Linked DNA regions of Mus musculus: region 2 is linked to region 1. Evidence: chromatin contacts called from public HiChIP or PLAC-seq data. All regions are on one chromosome and are shown on one strand. The core of a region is the stretch at or near the end of the contact, and the rest is flanking DNA. Distances in the headings are between cores, read along the strand shown. Region 1 holds the start of Apmap (adipocyte plasma membrane associated protein). Region 2 overlaps Ninl (ninein-like).

Region 1 (5,216 bases), core at 1,240-3,739:
CCATGCTGGGATGGCCCCATTTTTGTTGTGATAAATGTCGTCTGTGTAGACGAGCGTTTCAGCGAAAGTGAGCTGCATCGTAAGTCCCAGGATGTGTAGTAGTCTCACCCAGTGGTTCCCAGTCAAGGGCCCTTTTGTCCCTTGCAGGACATTTGGGCAATGTTTCAAGATATTAAAAAAATATTATTTGTTTCTAATCTCTTGTCATTATAATAAATACTGAGGCAATCAATTTATAGAAGGTTTACGGTGACTCAGGATTGTAAAGGCTTTAACCTATGATCAGTTGGCTGCTTTGGGTCTGTGGTGGTACATTATGGTGGGGGTATGTGGTGAGCAATTGCTACTCCAATGTGGAGAAATGGGAAAAGTAAAAGAGAAAAGGGATTAACTCCCATACCCTCATCAAAGGCATGCCTCCAGTGTCCCAGTAGGGCCAACTCCTTACAAATGCCATTACCTTCCAGTATCACCCATGCTGAGGACCAAATTTTTCACAAATTTTTGGTGTTCCAGATTAACTTTAGCACTAAACTAGGTGGGGTGCTACTGACATTTAAAGGGTAAAGGCCCCAGGGGTGGTGCAAAATATCCTATACTCATGACAACTGCCACTTTACCTCTACAACAAAGGATTATCTCGCCCCAAATGTTATCAGTGCTGAGGTTGGGAAACCTGAGCTAACCTTGCATGGCAGTCCCATTTCTCTTTGTGCAAACAGTTGGTACAATGAGACAGTAATGCTGATTGGCTGCAGGGCTGGAGGGTGATGTGGGACAAGAGAGCACTAAGACCACATACAACAAGCAGAATGGACTTTACCGTGACTTGCAAACAGAAAACCCCTAAGTCATATTGCATAACACAAATGATCGAAGCTCAGCCTATTCTAACCCCAGCTTATTCAGACTCATGTGCTTCAAGATAAGGCCATGAGTGTATCTCCCAGCAATTCCCTGTGGACTTATTTGTTTTAGAGATATGGCCACTGGCTCTTCCAGACACTTTCCTAGTTTACAAACTCTAACCGATCCGTTCCAAGACCATTTCTAACTTTAGCCCTGAATTTCATGAACAGTCTTCCATAACTGAGGAGCTCACAGGTCGTCTGGTGAATTCCTTTTATGTAGGAAGTTCAGTGTATTCAACTCTTTTTTATTCTTCGTGTGTGTGTTCCGGGTTGTTTTGGCCCATGTGTTTCACACTGGGCATAGGATACGCATAATCCATGTAACAGGCACTGGATGTAACTGGCTACTTGTGACAGCTCAGGAATGTTCACAGAGCCTCCCACAGACGGGGATACTCTGGAGAGTTAATGAGAGATTTTCAGCAATGACTCTTGAGATGGATTCTGGATGATAAAAGTGGTTTAGGTGGAGGTAGAAAAAAAAACGTATCACAAGGAAACAAGGAGTAACATGACAAAGTCAGAGACATGCAATCAGAAGGGGAAGCCATTCAGGTCTCCAGGTAGGCGCCAGACCCACACAGCAGTTGTTACAATTACCCACGATATTATCTTTATAATGTCTGTCTTCAATGATGGAATCAAGTACCATGTTGCCAAGCCTTGGATTATATATAACCTGAGATCCCTACAGAACTGTGTTAAGAAATCTCCACTTCCCTCAAGCGAGAGGAAAAAGAACATTGAGGTGGCATTCTATCGCCATCTAGTGCCGAAAAGATAATGGCATGTTTGCTTCTGTAAAATCCCAAGTGAGGTACAAAATCCAGCACCTATATCCTAGAGATCCTTCCCAATGCCCTACTTGGTTATTGCTGCCTGAAATTCTCCTGTCCGCCCTTTCTCTTCCAATCCTACCCCCACATTCCTTCACCGGCTAAATGCTTCCACTAGACCAAGTTTCTCTCTTTAAAATCACCACTGTATTAAAATTTACATGTATTGAAGTCATGGCTCTCATTAGTTCCAGAAAGGAGGGATTTGCCTGCAGTCTGCTCACTTCACCTCCTGGAGTATGTCCGACTCGCTGTAATACCGTGGAAGCACTACCTGGTGGTTGCTTCATGATTCCTAAAGTTTTGCTATTAGCAGTCTTTTCTACTTGGGCCTGTCTTTAGGTAACTCCCTTTAGAAAATTTATCAAATGTCTATTGTATAACCACTTGACGATCTAGCAGTCAAAATCTGATCTTAACCAAAAGGACACATTTTGAACTTTAGCGGAATCTTTTCAGAAAAGATAACAGTTCAGGCGGGGATTACTGCATTGAACACATTTCGTTAAGAATCAGTGGCATCTTCTCTTTGCAAGCTTGTTACTGCAGACTTCACCGCCCAGCACTCGGACTTGAGGAAGACCCGCTACAGCCTCACTATCCAGACTCGGCTCACTGAGGGAGGGACCCCCTCACCATTTGCCTGCAGCTGTAGGCTGGGGCCAGGGGGTGGAGCCTTACTGCTGTGCCAATCTCCAAAAGGGGGCGGGGCCTGCATTGCAGCTCCGGCGCTAAGTTTACGTCATTTCCTCGCGCCAGGGAGTAGTTCTGAAACCCGCGTTGCTGAGTGTCAAGGCGCTGTTGGAGGTGTCAGTGGAGAGGCGGCAGAATGAGCGAAGCGGACGGGCTGCGGCAGCGTCGGCCCCTGCGGCCGCAGGTCGTCACGGACGATGGCCAGGTCCCGGAGGTCAAGGAGGGCAGGTAGGCAGGACCTGGGCTGGGATCATCCCACGGGAGAGAACCCTCCTCATTATCCCGGCTTGGACCCAGGAGCCGGGTTCGGGCTGACAGGACAATCTGCGGGGCGAGGCCTTGCGTGGACCTGGTTGTCCTCCCTCACGCTGCTGTGGACCTTTTCTGTCCCTTCTTGCCACCCAGCCGCTGGAGCCAACGCCTTTTGCCTTTCTTTAGTTGCACGCATCTTCCCGACTTGTCCTTGTTGGAACCTCTGATACTCCTGGGACAGCCACCTGACCACTGCCGTCAGCCGATTCTTTCGCGTTCCTTGTTATTCACTTTCCTTAAAGAGAAGTCAGAAAAGATGCTGGGTTTCCTTTCTGCGAAGGTCCTCCTCCTGCATCTATTGACGCCGCGCAGTCTGTACTCCTCAGCGTGGAGTAGAGAACCGACTGACATTGTTGGCAGTGTTTCTGAGAATTCGGCCTTGCAGGTTTTTGTAATAGGGACAGTAGTTACTGACAGTAAATCCTTAAAAAGAAAAATTTTTTTTGGGCCCCAGTCTTTCTGACTTTCAAAATGCACTATTAGCCCACATATGAAGCATGCTCCTTAAACCGTACTAGAAGACATTTAAAATTGACTTTTCAACTTGGTGACCAGAATTTTGTACTTTGAATATCTAGATCAGCCTCAAAGTTGTGGAATTAACTTATATGATAGAAATATTAGAAATATTTCTTTGGTCACCAGCAATGTGATGAAGGGATGTGGTGCATACTAGATGAGAGACAGTTTTTGCTTCTGATGATCGGTTTGACTAATGGTAATAAGATAAACATACAAACATGTTTTGGCTTTGGAAAGAGGAGTTTGTAAAAGAACAGGAAGGTACTAACTAGTATGGATCTTGATTAGGGAGACCAGCCATCCTAGGTAGCCTTGAGATCTCATTAACTAGGACTCACCTTGCTAAATGTGGGTAGATTATGACAAATTGCTCACCCTGCTTGTTGTGGGTATTGCTAATTAATTGCTAATGGTTGGTGAGTCTTTTAATGGATAAGCAAGGAGTGGCCAAACCTAACTGCAGGAACTAGGAGAACTAGGAAAGGGTGGAGCTGTGGAGAGCCCTATCTGGGCACTTGGAGAAGAAAAGTGTTTTGAAGCCTGGGTACCCGGGGACTCTTGATAGATTGGCCTGATATTTAGAACAGCTTCTGTGATACTTGTGACCCACAGGCAAAGGGGCATATTTATCTTTTTTTTTTAAGGTTCTCTGTTGGATTTCTTCCTTAATGACTACAAATTAGACACCAAACTGTCTCTTTCCATCTGATCTTTTCCAATGTCTTACATTTGTGCTTACACTGTTTTGACTTTGCCATTTGTAAACATATTTGCTGTTTGTCAACATGTTTGTTATTTTATCTTTAGTGATCTGTAATGGTTGGGTTTTTTTGTTTGTTTGTTTGTTTGTTTTTTGTTTTTTGAGACAGGGTTTCCCTGTATAGCCCTGGCTGTCCTGGAACTCACTTTGTAGACCAGGCTGGCCTCGAACTCAGAAATTCGCCTGCCTCTGCCTCCCAAGTGCTGGGACTAAAGGCATGCACCACCACCGCCCGGTGAAATGGCTGCTTTTAAAGTGAGTTATAGCCACCTTTCTATACTTACAGTGATAACATTCCTGTTTGTCGTTTTCAGCAGTTCTCCTGTATTTTTTTTCTTGTAGTCATCTCTAATAGTTTGTCCAACTATCTTCTTGACTACTGTGAGGGTAGAGGATTGAATATGAATCAGGAAAGTTTTGTGAAGAAATCTGAAAGTTGGGAGTTCAGAGGTTGGACATTTACCTAATACATCCAAGGTCCTGGACTTGATTTTCAGTGTAGAAAATTAAAGAAAAAGAAAGCATGGAATCTGAAAAAAGTATAAACAAACAATGTTAGAATAAATTTTAGACTTGCTAAAACTTGCAAACCTAACACAAAATCTTAAACTGACTTAAAACATTACTAGATTTCTCTCTCTCTTTCTCTCTCTCTCCCTCCCTCCCTTCCTTCCTAAATATTGTTGCACAGTAGAGTGTGAATTTTGTAGATGATAACAGGAGGTTGCAGTATCAAAAATCTTAGACACACCTCAGAATGGATTGATTATCAGAATAAAAGAAGAAAAACAGATTTTAATAGAGGAAGGAACATTTTGCAATACTTTGGAAAGTTTCCTGACTTGCAGGAACAGCAACATTCACGTTGACAGGGTTATTGAGGTCTCTGAGAGTGAATGACGTTACAGACTTGGAGGATGAGGTGAGAGTGAGTGAAGGACAGACCTGGCTGCTGGACTGTCATTCAGAAGCATCTTTCAGAATTGTGCTGTGAGAGTGAGTCTTGGGGTTAAAGCTTCAGAGTGAGCTACACAGCAGATTTGATTGTTGAATCCTTGTAGTCAGTGTGGAGCACAGACGAGTGGGGCATTTTAACATGCCACCGCCTGTTAGAGTCACTGTTTGACAGGGGTTTCTCAAATACTTCAGGAACTTTATTGAAAGAGCAATCCTTACACTGTG
Region 2 (5,216 bases), core at 1,269-3,768, 370 kb before region 1:
ATCCACGTTATTAGTCCTTGCTACTGGATATAGTGCATACACTTGTGACTGTAATGTCAGCAGCTGTGGGGATAGGCGTGGAGCTAGCACTTCAGTGTAATAGGGCACTTGACGGACATTAAAGACTTCGTGTTAGTGACCTTTACAGCCAACTTTAAGCAGCTCAGATGTATAGAGTGGCTCTTGGATCAAGCAAACATGGATCCCATATTGTTTGTGATCTGGGTGAAGTTGGGTCCCTTTGTGCTTCTCTGGAATGTTATCAGACATCATGAGGCTCAACAGAGATGGAACTGTTGAGAACAAATGCTTTTGCAGAATGTCGGCAGACAGTACTTATAAAGCTTTACAGAAAGCATCAATTGTCACGCTAATTTGAAAATTAAGTACTCGTTTATAGATTTGCCTATTACAAGGAGGCATAGTTCGGGATGTCATGTATCATAGCCTATCTAATTATTTCTGCTAAGGAGAATAGCCATAAAACAGAATTATACAAGCATATACACCAAAATAGTTAGCATCGTTAACAATTGTGTTTTAGAGAATGCCATTTTAGGGAGCATTTTTTTGTGTGTATGAGCATTGAATTTTAGAGTGCTAATCACACATACAAAAGAGCCAGCTACAGTCAGCATCATTATTGCACAGGAGAGGTTCACAGAAGTCTAGTCAACTTCTGCCCTTGAAGTAAAATATGAGATCTTTAGGGTAATATAACTACAGCATTGATAAATGTAAGAATTTAGGCCTCTCACAGTAAGATTACCCATAAGCACCTGGGCTTACTTACAGGGCCACCATTACTTGATACAGAGCTGATGAGAAATGAGTCTTAACCTGGCCAGGACTAGGGGTCTCAACCAGACTGAGGCTGAGACGAGTTTGTGCCAAGCAATCAGACTTTTTATACCCCTATCAGAAACAGAATATAACCACTGTTCCCAAGATCAGTACAACGATAGTTGCAGGGACACAGTGACACTTACAAGCTATATCGGGTACATAAGAGTAATGTCTAAGACCAATTGCCCTGTCATGCTTCTGTAAACTTTGTTGACTTAGCAGGAACACAGATTTACAGGGAGACCTAAACACTCCACTGCCTGAGGGAGTACATCAGTTTGTCAGGAACTGAAAGGCACACAGTGCCCTAGGAGCCATGAACTCTAACCTGAAAAACCTATGACACATGCCTCTGGAAGGGAGCTAAACCAGGCCAACCCCATGTTTCCCTGCAAGTATCAGTACTTGCAAAGAGATCATGTGACAGTATATCTTACATATATAATAACTAAATGCTGATTCAGTTGAGGCAAATAGATTAAAGGCCAGGGTTTTAAAAAGCAAAATCAGTCAATAGATGGGAAATGTGTATTAACCCTGGTAGTAGGGAGGCAGAAGCAGGTAGATCAGAGTTTAGGGCCAGCCTAGTCTAAATCAAATTCCTGTCTAGCCAGGAATACCTAAAGGGCCCTGTCTCAAAGAAATGTATGTAGTATGTATATATGTGTGCATGTCTAAAGAGCAGGTTTTACATCAGAATATGCTAAAAACAGCATTCATGGATCACTTTGCATGTATTTACTTAAATGCTTTTAAATGTGCAAACTGTGGTTTCATGTATAATGTATAGACACATAATTCTGAAAGCCACAGATACACAGGCCATTACATCTTCTAAAAAGCACTTTAAAATAGTGCTTATAAAGTTGTCCTTTAAAAGACTAATACAGATATATAAAGTACCTGTTTAAAGACAGTTTCCTAGATAGCCAAATATTGTTAACATAAAAAGCAGAAGTATATATGTGTGTGTGTGTGTGTGTGTGTGTGTGTGTGTGTGTGTATTTATACTACCAGTTATAAAATGATCCTAAAAATAGCACATCCATCCTTAAGAATGCTTTTTTGTGGAGCTGGAGAGATGGCTCAATGGTTAAGAACACTGTCTACTTTTCCACTTCCAGGGGACCTGACAAAACACCAATGTACATAAAATAAAAATAAATAAATTTTTAAAAAAGAATGTTTTTGCTGTAGATTAAAAAATAATGTCCTATTGTATGGATGACTATTTTATTACAGCACTAATATCTTTAAAGATACCTAAATATTATTTTATAACCCAAATATAGATTTTTACAAACTTTTCGATTAATTTTAATTGTGTTTATTGGTCAGTGTGTGAGTGGGAAAGGTATCAGTGTAGTGATGTGAGCGAAGTTATCTGTGTAGGCCACACGCATTAGATCTCCTGACAGCTAGGAGCTGACAGTTAGGGGCTGTGTGTGTGGGTGCCAGGAGTTCAACTTCCACCCTCTTTATCCGCAGATAAACACTGCAGATTTTCATGCCCAGGGTCGGGTGCTGCTTTATGTCTTGTCTTCACAGCCTTCGCCTAAATCTGTGGTGAGGGAGGAGCAGGGTCTCGTGATTACAGAAAGATCCAGCAGTATCACTGCATGGCATTCTGAAGTTTTCTAATGTCAAAAGTTGACAACTATTTCTGGGTATAGACTGACTTCTGCTTTCCCTAGGTCTCTAATAGACAAATGCTGAACAGAGCTCATATCTACCCAGTGTATATTTTAGGAGTCAAGAAACTGACTAATTTCCTGTTTTAACCTCTTCACAATTCTTTTTGTTGTTGTTGTTGTTGTTGTTGTTGTTGTTGTTGTTTTGGTTTGTTTGGTTTGGTTTGGTTTGGTTGGTTTTTTCAAGACAGGGTTTCTCTGTGTAGCCCTGGCTGTCCTGGAACTCACTCTGTAGACCAGACTGGCCTCAAACTCAGAAATCTGCCTATCTCTGCCTCCAAAGGGCTGGGATTAAAGGCGTGTGCCACCACTGCCTGTTCATATTATTGATTAGCTAGTTAATAGATGATTGGGAAGGGAATGAGCAAATTTTAAGTGAACCCTGGGTATCCTTACATTATGAACTAATTTATGTATTTGCTTATAGACACAGTCTCATGTGTAGCCTGGTCTGGCCTGTGCACCTACCATTCTGCTCCCTTGTCTTTCCCACCTCTCCATCATGTATTTGTCCAGCATGATGGGGGCACCCTGGATATGTCTTCTGCCCCAACAATTTAGTTTTTTAAGTAGATATTTTTATGTATAAGGGAGAGACCTTGTATTTATAAGGTTTCAGGGTTTTTTGTTTGTTTGTTTGTTTTTTGCTTTTCCCGAGACATGGTTTCTCTGTGTATCCCTGGCTGTCCAGGAACTCACTTTGTAGACCAGGCTGGCCTCAAACTTAGAAATCCGCCTGCCTCTGCCTCCCAAGTGCTGGGATTAAAGGCATGCGCCACTACGCCCAGCAACAGTTTTGTTTGTTTGTTTGTTTGTTTGTTTTGTTTTTTTAAAGATAGGAATTGTGCATAGTTCGTGCTTTTTCTGTTTATCTGTTTTCTGCTCCACTCCTCTCCTCCTCCCCTCCCTCCTTTTTTCCTCTCTCTTTCACTCCTTTCTCCCTTTCTTATTTCTAGTTTTGAAGGTAGAACACTGTTGTGTTGCTCAGACTGACTTCAGACTCTGGGGCCCAAGAAGTCCTCTGCCTTAGCCTCATATGGAGCTGGCATGGAGGCACATGCTGGGTTTCATCTGTTTTCTGGTTACTCTGTAGCTTTAAAACACACACACACACACACACACACACACACACACACACACACACACACACTGCTGACTGACGGATGCCTTGGGTCCCTGCAAAGAGAAGCTGATTCCTGTAGCTGCCTTCGACCCCACAGGGGCTCCTAGTACGTCTTTCCAGTGCTAGCTCTGTGATCTGCTGTTGTTCAGTGTGTAGGCCTGAGGGAAATGGGGCTAAGAAACCTAGCTAACCTGCTACTTCGCTTTTCTCCTTCGTGACCAGCCTGCTATGGGATGGACAACGAAGAAGAGAACCACTATGTGTCACGGCTCAGGGATGTCTACAGCAGCTGTGACACCACAGGGACCGGGTTCCTGGATCAGGAAGAGCTGACCCAGCTATGTACTAAGCTTGGCCTGGAGGAGCAGCTGCCGGCACTCCTTCACATTCTTCTCGGAGATGACCGCTTGGCCAGGGTGAGTGGTGGACTCCTGCCGAGGGACACTGCAGAGCTGTGCCACCCACCGGTGTGGGCATTTGGTCCACAGCACCCAAAGAAAGGCACTTGGGGAGGAGAAGTCTCCAGCAATAAACCGTGTTATTCTAGAGATTGAAAGAAGAACGCCAGGGAGCATAAGCAGCCACACCCAGCCGTGTGGATGTGGCCCGCTATGCCTAGCTGCTGTTGTTCTCTTAGTTGTGTGGTTTGGTTTGGTTTGGTTAGGTGTGATAAAATGGTTTATTTGGTGGTAATATGGTGGTTCACATTTACCTTCTGTGATAGATTCTTCCAGTACATGATTGGAAACGTGAAATGAACACCCTTAGGCAATAATCAGAGGTCTTTTGAGGAAAAGAAGACTCCAAGGGGACTTTTGGTTCATGAAATTAAATGTGAATCTATGGGAAGTAACAGTGTCTTCTCCTTACTGAAACTCCGGCAGGTTAACTTTGAGGAATTTAAGGAAGGCTTTGTGGCTGTGCTGTCATCAGGTTCTGGCGTAGAGCCCTCCGATGAGGAAGGTAGTTCTTCCGAGTCAGGTAAGAGGATTTCCTGTAAGCTCCTCAGTTTCTTTACTTTAGTCATCTGTGACCATTCAAAGTGTAGCTTAACTGTTCCAAATTCTAGCCTCCTTTTCTGTCACCCACAAACCATCAAGTGCAGACTTGGGCAGAATATCTGGGATTTCCTCTTCTGTGACTGTCATCAGATTGTAACCTGCATTACAGGTAGGGGGCCACTGACAAGGCACTGGGGGGTGTGGAGCAGCAAGAGTTGGAGCCTCAGGGTCTTAGGTGTACCAAGCAAGCAGGCTGGCCTTCTGCTCTGGACACTAATCTGCTCTCACAGCCACTGGTGTTGCAGTGTTCGAACAGTGCTAACAGGAATCCCACTGTGGAAATGGCTGTGAGGCAGGAACATGATGATAAGTCCAACCGACACATGACAGGAAGCCACCAGCCCAAGGATTGTGGGTACAAAATAATGGACCAGGTGTGAGACAGCTGGAGGCTGGTCTGCCTATGGCCATGAGGACTGTGTGAGGTAGACAGTGATGATTTCAGGGTTTACTGGAAACAGCTACTTGCCCTGGCCTCCTGTATGACCAGATAGC

Evidence for each region. HiChIP or PLAC-seq counts read pairs in DNA pulled down with a chosen protein or histone mark.
Region 2: a contact with region 1 is called in an H3K4me3 HiChIP or PLAC-seq map of bone marrow-derived macrophages, with 3 times the contacts expected there. The contact joins the enhancer-like site here to the promoter of Apmap in region 1. A contact is called at or near these places in 8 of 39 promoter capture datasets (the 3T3-L1 cell line, 3T3-L1-derived adipocytes, the C10 cell line and 3 more), 1 of 15 datasets of contacts at CTCF or cohesin (large pre-B cells), 1 of 484 Hi-C or Micro-C datasets (adipose-derived mesenchymal stem cells), 4 of 115 datasets of contacts at active chromatin or transcription factors (bone marrow-derived macrophages, embryonic forebrain, pro-B cells and 1 more) and 3 of 9 other capture datasets (adipose tissue, liver and pancreatic islet).

Annotation. Positions count from the first base shown.
Region 1 is chr2:150,605,840-150,611,055 of GRCm38.p6, reverse strand. Apmap (adipocyte plasma membrane associated protein) reads left to right here and starts at 2,489. Exons shown (of 9, transcript NM_027977.3): 1 at 2,489-2,668. The coding sequence starts at 2,577.
Region 2 is chr2:150,978,858-150,984,073 of GRCm38.p6, reverse strand. It overlaps Ninl (ninein-like), which reads left to right. Exons shown (of 24, transcript NM_207204.2): 2 at 3,883-4,076; 3 at 4,545-4,641. The coding sequence starts at 3,894. Among named protein-coding and RNA genes, the nearest start is that of Ninl, 28 kb to the left of the region's middle. Within about 2 kb of position 2,518, at least 17 of the 459 cell types and tissues checked have an H3K27ac peak or open chromatin away from gene starts, as enhancers often do. A contact at or near this core is called in bone marrow-derived macrophages, where this site is marked.